Linked DNA regions of Mus musculus: region 2 is linked to region 1. Evidence: chromatin contacts called from public HiChIP or PLAC-seq data. All regions are on one chromosome and are shown on one strand. Each heading gives the region's core, a stretch centred on a gene start, on an enhancer-like site or on the middle of the called end of the contact. The rest is flanking DNA. Distances are from core to core; before and after follow the strand shown.

Region 1 (3,305 bases), core at 515-3,014:
AGTGCAGAACTTGGTTTCCTAACATAGGGACTGTCCCTCCTCATGAGACCTCGACTCATCCTGTCACTTCAGATTTCCTTAGGCATTACAACCACTCCTGACCTCCTTATAAGCTAAGATAACAGATATTCTAGATGCTCTGCCTACATTTTGCTTGCAGATGTTATTTTCTTTAATAACATCATGCCTCCGTGAAAGAGTACACCCGGAACTGTGAATGGAAAAGGATCTCCCGCCAACCCGAAGTATAGAACTAGACAAATGGAGCCTTCAAAGACCAGACTAGAATGCACCAACTCTTGACCCGGACAATTACAATCTATGTCCTGCAACCTAGGCTGAAATACGGCACCAGCTCTTCTGGTGGTACCATATAAGCTAGGCAGTGAAGAAGAACACCGCCAGGCCACGTTAATTCCTATTCCACCGTCTTCCAGGACGGTGTTCATCCACCCTCCGGTAACAGACAATACTCCAAATCTGCTAAAATTCTCAACTCCGTGGCCTCAAGAATGCCCAGAAGCCAGGCGGTTTCTCAAGGTCTCTTTCAAAGATTTTTCAGTTCACTAGTGCGGCACTAAAATGTCTCAAACCAATCTACAGGCTAAGTGACTAAATTCTCAATGACCCCCAACCAAGCGGGGACCCACACTTACCGGATGTCATCTACTGAAGAGCCCAAACAGGTTCCGAACTAGGCCACTCTGGCCCATCTGGAATAACTCTTTAGACCTTGGGCCAGCATTTGATAATTATGCTACATCTGTCTATTCTATTATGCATTCTCTGCTTCTTTTCCAATATTTAGCACTCCTCTGGCTTCAAACGCTCTTCCTTCTATCCGTAGAAACTACTCTAGCCTTCTTCCCCTTGCCTTGGAAACGCTTCGGTTCTTTCCATAATGAAACACCTAACGTATCTGCACAATGAACACCCTCAGAATCCTCAAGACTGCTCCACAGCCACCCCCGGCATTCCTCCACCTATCCGGCATCTTCCCCTCCGGCCCCTTTCTCCCCTTTCGCACTCCTACTCGGCTTCCTGCAAGCAATCCCCTTTTCACCAGCCCCTGCCCTTCCCTGCAGCCAACGAGCACACCGAGGCAGCAGCGGCGACCGAGGCCTGCGGTGCAGAAAGCACTGCACCAAGACGGCGGAGAACCCCAGGGTCTGGCCGGCCTCGTCGCCCACAGCCTGGCACCCCGAGGCCTCCCCGCGTGCATCCCACCTTCCTACCCGACACCGGCCGCAGGCCTCGGAGGCCGCCCGCTCTCTCGCCTCCGCCGCCCCCGTCATTCTCCGTTCTCCAAGCCCCGACCCACCATCCTCGCGTCCCCAGCCCCGCGCTCCCCGCGGCCTGCGCCCGCCGCCTCCCGGGCCGCCCCCCGGCCGGCCGGCCCGCCGCTCCTGCGGGTCACACCGTCGTCGCCGCGCTCCCCCCCCCCCGACCGCGCGCCGCCCCCTCCCCTCCCCCGCCCTCCCGGGCCCAGGCCTGCCAGGCCGAGCGTTTACCGCGGGGCTGGCGCCGAGGCGCGCGGTCACTGACTGCAGGCGGCGGCGGCTCCGACCTTCCCACGGGCCCGACGAGGAGGGCGAGGGGGAGGGGAGAGAACTTTTGCTGTGGCAGCTCCGGCGACAGCTCCCACCCCTGCGCCTTTCTCCTCTTCCTCCCCCTCCTCCTCCTCCTCCTCTTCCTCCTTCTCTTCCTCCTCCCAGAGCAGTCGAGAGGCAGACATGGCGCGGCTAGAGCGTCGCCGCGGTCGCCGCCGCTGCCGGCGCGGTGCATTATGGGAAGCATCGCACACAGGAAGCGCTCCGGGCCGCCGGCCCTCGCTTGGCGCGGAGACCTGGCTGCGAGACCAAGCGTGGCTTTGATTCTGGCGCCTGCGTGTCAGCAGCGCGGCGTGGCCGGGAAAGCTGGGCCCCGCTCTGGGGGTCCCCCTGATGGGCCTGAGAGGAAAACGCTTTGAAATTGATGGGAGCTGGGAAAGCCACTGAGAGGGACGTCCTCCCCTTGAGGCTGGGTGCGTGCCTGGCACCCCGAGAAGTGAAAAATGGGGATTAAATAGCGGCCCAGGCCCTGGGAAGTGGAAGGGGCGGGAACGTCGATGAAGGGTTTAGCCAGGATTTCTTGGATCTTTCTTTTATTCTCTTACCTAGCCTCTCCTCTTTTTCCGGAAGATGCTACCCTGCACCCTTGAAACTAGAAAACCTGGTTGGAGTCTGCAAACCGCGATGCAGGATGTGGGCACCGAGAAAAAGCAAGAGATCCCAGTCAGGACTTCGTTGGCCCAAACCACGGTCTGCATGTCAGCAAAGACTTGGTTATAATCTCTGCATACCTAAGATTGCTTAGTTGAGCCATCTTTTGGCAGCCCTTCGACGACCTTCACTAAATCCTGGTTTCTTAGGAGCGCCCTCATTTAACACCAAGGCCCTTTAGTTGCCTATACAAAGGGAGGGCTTACAGTTAATGACCTTTGTGCCCACACAGTAGTACAAGGTCAGCTAACTTAATGTGCCCAGTGAATGTCGATCGGGTTATTGGGAACTTCCTGAGAGATGGAGCACCTTCGTTAGGATTTCTGTTTCACAATCTCAAGGCTTTATTTTAGCACCTCTCTGCAATACTTAAACATAACCTTTGAGGTGAGAGGGAAAGGACATTAAAATATCTACATAACCATTTCTGGAATTCTCTCCTTGTCCACACCCACCTCCCCACCCCTTGAATGTTCATTTGAATAGGCTTTTTGGCCAAACTCCAAACTCCCGCATTATGCACTTGTGATGACACTGAATTAGATTACTGTCTGCAAGGTTAATATTCCCTCAGGCGTTAACCTTAGTAAACCGCGACGCCTTTTGAAGTAGCTGAGGCTCAGAAGTTCAGCTGAATTCAAACACAGTTAACTAAGAAAAGCAGGGATGAGCCCACAGCCTCACAATAAACTCTACTTGAACCTTCTCCACTAAAAAAATATAAATTTTAATAAGATGACAGTGCATATTCTGAATGCTAATTGTAACAAAACCGTGATACAAGCTAGAGCAAGGGACAGTTAGCTGGAGGACAGCCTTCTGGCAACTTCTAGCAACTGCAGTGACATCAAATTCAGATGTATTTTTAAAAAGGGAAGAGAAGAAAAAAAAAACCCTCTGGCAGCCAAGAAGCTAACTTTTAGGTTTAAGCTGTGGTAAAGCTAATAACTAGAAAGAGCTAAAAGCCTAGGGTCACACCCAGTGGACTAAGATGAATAGGGTTGCCACTAGGAATACATCTCTTTGTTTCTGAAGAGAATTAAG
Region 2 (3,231 bases), core at 307-2,806, 110 kb before region 1:
TGACATCAAACACCTAAATGGATTCAGCTAGCTTGCTAGTCTGGGCATGGCTATTGTATTCTTAGGTCTTTGGGTTTTTTTCTCTTTTTAATTCTAAATGACTTCTACTTTTCTATGTATTGGTGGTAGACATATGTGTGTGTCGCTGAATGTGCAGAGGTGAGAGGACAATCTGAGGAGTCAGTTTTCTCCTTCCACCCTGTGGGTCGTAGGTCTTGAATTCAAATCATCAGGATGGGTACGGCTCTTAATTCCTTTAAAAGCACTTGGGAGTAAGTGAACTCTAGAGCCTAAGTATATCTTAAAAGAGAATTTACTAACACAAAGTACTGGGACAAAGTTTCCTAAGTAAGGTTTGAGGTTGGGAAATCATTTGTGGTGTGTGTGTGCGCCATGGCACACATGCAGTCCTGAGTGAGAGTCATACCTAGAACCGCAAAGCAAAAGTAAGGTTATTTCTTCTCTAATCTCAAAGCCAAGTTTCTCGTGTCATCTGTGGAAAGAATTATACCAGTGTGCTGTCAACCCGACACATGACTGCTCTCATCCTTTGACTCCCTAGAGATTTCTTAGCTATGGGGAACATTACTTTGAGTTCAAATAGCTTGTACTGATAAAAGGATGTCTGTGAACAGCAGAGCCAGGGTCATCTTGAATGCTTTCCCCACCATACAGTAAGAGTATGTTACTGAAAACTGTTAGAAAATATTCTCCTTCCCAATATCCTCCCACACATGTGTGTACAAGGTGTATCTTTCTACAATTTGAATGAAATCATTTATTTGTAAAGGTTTTTTTAGCTGACTCTTGCATTTTCTTCTTCTTTTTTTTTTAAAGATTTATTTATTTATTATATGTAAGTACACTGTAGCTGTCTTCAGACACACCAGAAGAGGGAGTCAGATCTCATTACGGATGGTTGTGAGCCACCATGTGGTTGCTGGGATTTGAACTCAGGACGTTTGGAAGAGCAATCGGGTGCTCTTACCTGCTGAGCCATCTCATCAGCCCTGCATTTTCTTCTTGAGGTAAGGACTCACTACATAGCTGTGGGCCTGCGTCTTTCTGATTTACTCTTGCTACCTATTTCCACATGTCGTCTTAGAAAGCAGTACAGCTGATGTCCCTGATTTGGGAACTTTGGTGTTTCTACTGCTGAACGGAAGTGGAAATAAATGACTGATACATCTTTTCTGTGAAAACGAAAACAATTTAATAAAATTTCTTTTGGAGAAAAAATTTTTAATGCTTTTCCCTTGGAGGGTATGAGAGCCTCTCTTGGAAAAAGAAGCCTATTTTATATAAACTATTTAAATAATTTTAAGACTGGTATAAAAATTTAAATGAAGAGTAAAAAATTTGTGATTTTTTAAAAAAGTCATTCAGGAAGGCATAACACGTAAGAAAAAAAAAATCTCAGTATGTTCCACAATACTAGGTTTCTAGTGCCCAAGGGCTCTGGAGTTTCTTAGTCCTGACTGTGATGTTTTGCCTTGGTCACTTGATACTGCAGACCATAGCAGCCTATGAGTCAGGATGCAGGAGTCCTCTAACAGATGGCCACATGCTACAGTTTGAGTGTATTCCACAAAAGCTGCTGTGTTGGAAGCTTGGTCCTCACTATTATGGTACTGGGAGGCAGGGGATCTTTAGGAAATGGAGCCTAGCATAAAATGATTACATCATCAAGGACAATACTCTCAAAAGGAACAAACTTCCTGTTTGTAGCATCTATGATTTGCTTCTTGCAAGGAAACTAAATGGATGCTCTGGACCCCCATTTTCCCTTCAGATCTCTCCAATTCTGTCATGATGCTACCTGATAATGTGGTAGGTAGGGGTCCTGACCAGAGGTCAAGTTCATAGAGCTCTATCATTTTCACTTTTAGCCTTCAAGTGGTGAGCTAACAGAACTTGCTTTCTCTATAAAGTACATATGAGTATAGCAAGGACCTACACTTTATGCATAATCTACTGCTCTATAGCTTGACATAATATGATTTTTGACAGTCTGAACTAATTCTCCTTGTTTAAACTTTATTGTAAATCAGATTTATCCACTACCCTATCAAAATGGTTCTTTTCTGCTACACAGTTTTGTTGTTTGAGACAGGGTCTTGATATGTATGCCAGGCTGGCTGGAAGCTTGCTTTTTTTGCCCCAAACTGGTCTTAAATTCACCATCCTTCTGCCTCAACCTTCCAAGTGCAAGGATCATGGTAGGTATGACCATACCAGGGTCAGGACGGTTCTTGCAAATCACTCAAACAACTCTCTCTTTAATTTTCTCCTCAAAGATACTCCTATTGTCACTTGGCAAGGCACGGTACAGTAGTCGCTGAGCCTGCTGCCTTTCTCCTTTTATGTTATTTTCTTTGGCAAGAGGAAAGGTCATCTCTGGCCATGGCTTTAATTATGCTCAAATTTGATCCCCAGACCCATACGCTTTGTCTACTCAACGTATCTCTTTTTTTTTTTTTCATTTTAGACTTATTTATTTTATGTGTATGAATATCTGCTTGTATGTGTATATGCTTACCACATGCGAGCCTAATGCTGGATGAGGCCAGAAGTACGTGTCAGATCTCCTGGAACTAAAGTTACAGGTGGTTGGGAGCCACAGTGTATATATGCTGAGAATTGAACCTGGATCCTCTGCAAGGGCAGCCAGTACTTTTTAACCACTGGATCATCTCGCCACTCCTGACATTCTGATACTTAGGATCTCAAATACATAGCATCTCACAGTAAACTGAAGATTGCTAACCGCAGCGTAGATTAAAATGTTGCTACTAGTCACTTAGCTGTCTGAGCCAGAGGCCTGTACAACCTTCCGTGTCTCTTCCTATTTTTCCAATTAACAGGTCCTACTGATTCCTCTAAATTTCCTACTGTCATCATTAGTTCAAAAGAATTTCCCAGGCTGGAGGGGGAGGTAATGTCCTTCTAACTAGCTGTGTTGGCCACCTTTCTCTTGTTGCAACTAATATCTGAACTAGATAATTTAAAAGACAGATTCACTTCGCTCACACGTTCACAGGTTTTGGTGTGGCTGGCTCCATTGGCTTTGTATATGTGATAAGGTAGAAAACAGGTCTAAGGCAGTGGTGGCAGCCATCAAAAGGCTTAGTGGTAAAAGTGCATGCCATGTGTTCCCACAAGTTTTTATCACTTTGATATACCTAGATAACCATAACGAAGAACTGCCTCCATCAATTGGCTTGTGGGCGT

Evidence for each region. HiChIP or PLAC-seq counts read pairs in DNA pulled down with a chosen protein or histone mark.
Region 2: a contact with region 1 is called in an H3K27ac HiChIP or PLAC-seq map of neural progenitor cells, with 2.8 times the contacts expected there. The contact joins the enhancer-like site here to the promoter of Zfp148 in region 1. A contact is called at or near these places in 8 of 39 promoter capture datasets (the 3T3-L1 cell line, 3T3-L1-derived adipocytes, cranial neural crest and 4 more), 8 of 484 Hi-C or Micro-C datasets (the G1E-ER4 cell line, the HL-1 cell line, cerebellum and 4 more), 5 of 115 datasets of contacts at active chromatin or transcription factors (the SCID.adh cell line, embryonic forebrain, embryonic stem cells and 2 more) and 3 of 9 other capture datasets (adipose tissue, liver and pancreatic islet).

What each region holds. Positions count from the first base shown.
Region 1 is chr16:33,379,234-33,382,538 of GRCm38.p6, reverse strand. Zfp148 (zinc finger protein 148) reads right to left here and starts at 1,764. Exons shown (of 9, transcript NM_011749.4): 1 at 1,512-1,764. It overlaps 1700007L15Rik (RIKEN cDNA 1700007L15 gene), which reads left to right and starts at 1,803. Exons shown (of 2, transcript NR_045709.1): 1 at 1,803-2,023; 2 at 2,160-2,685.
Region 2 is chr16:33,491,801-33,495,031 of GRCm38.p6, reverse strand. The region is part of intron 7 of Zfp148 (zinc finger protein 148); the gene reads right to left. Among named protein-coding and RNA genes, the nearest start is that of Slc12a8, 25 kb to the left of the region's middle. Within about 2 kb of position 1,556, at least 4 of the 459 cell types and tissues checked have an H3K27ac peak or open chromatin away from gene starts, as enhancers often do. A contact at or near this core is called in neural progenitor cells, where this site is marked.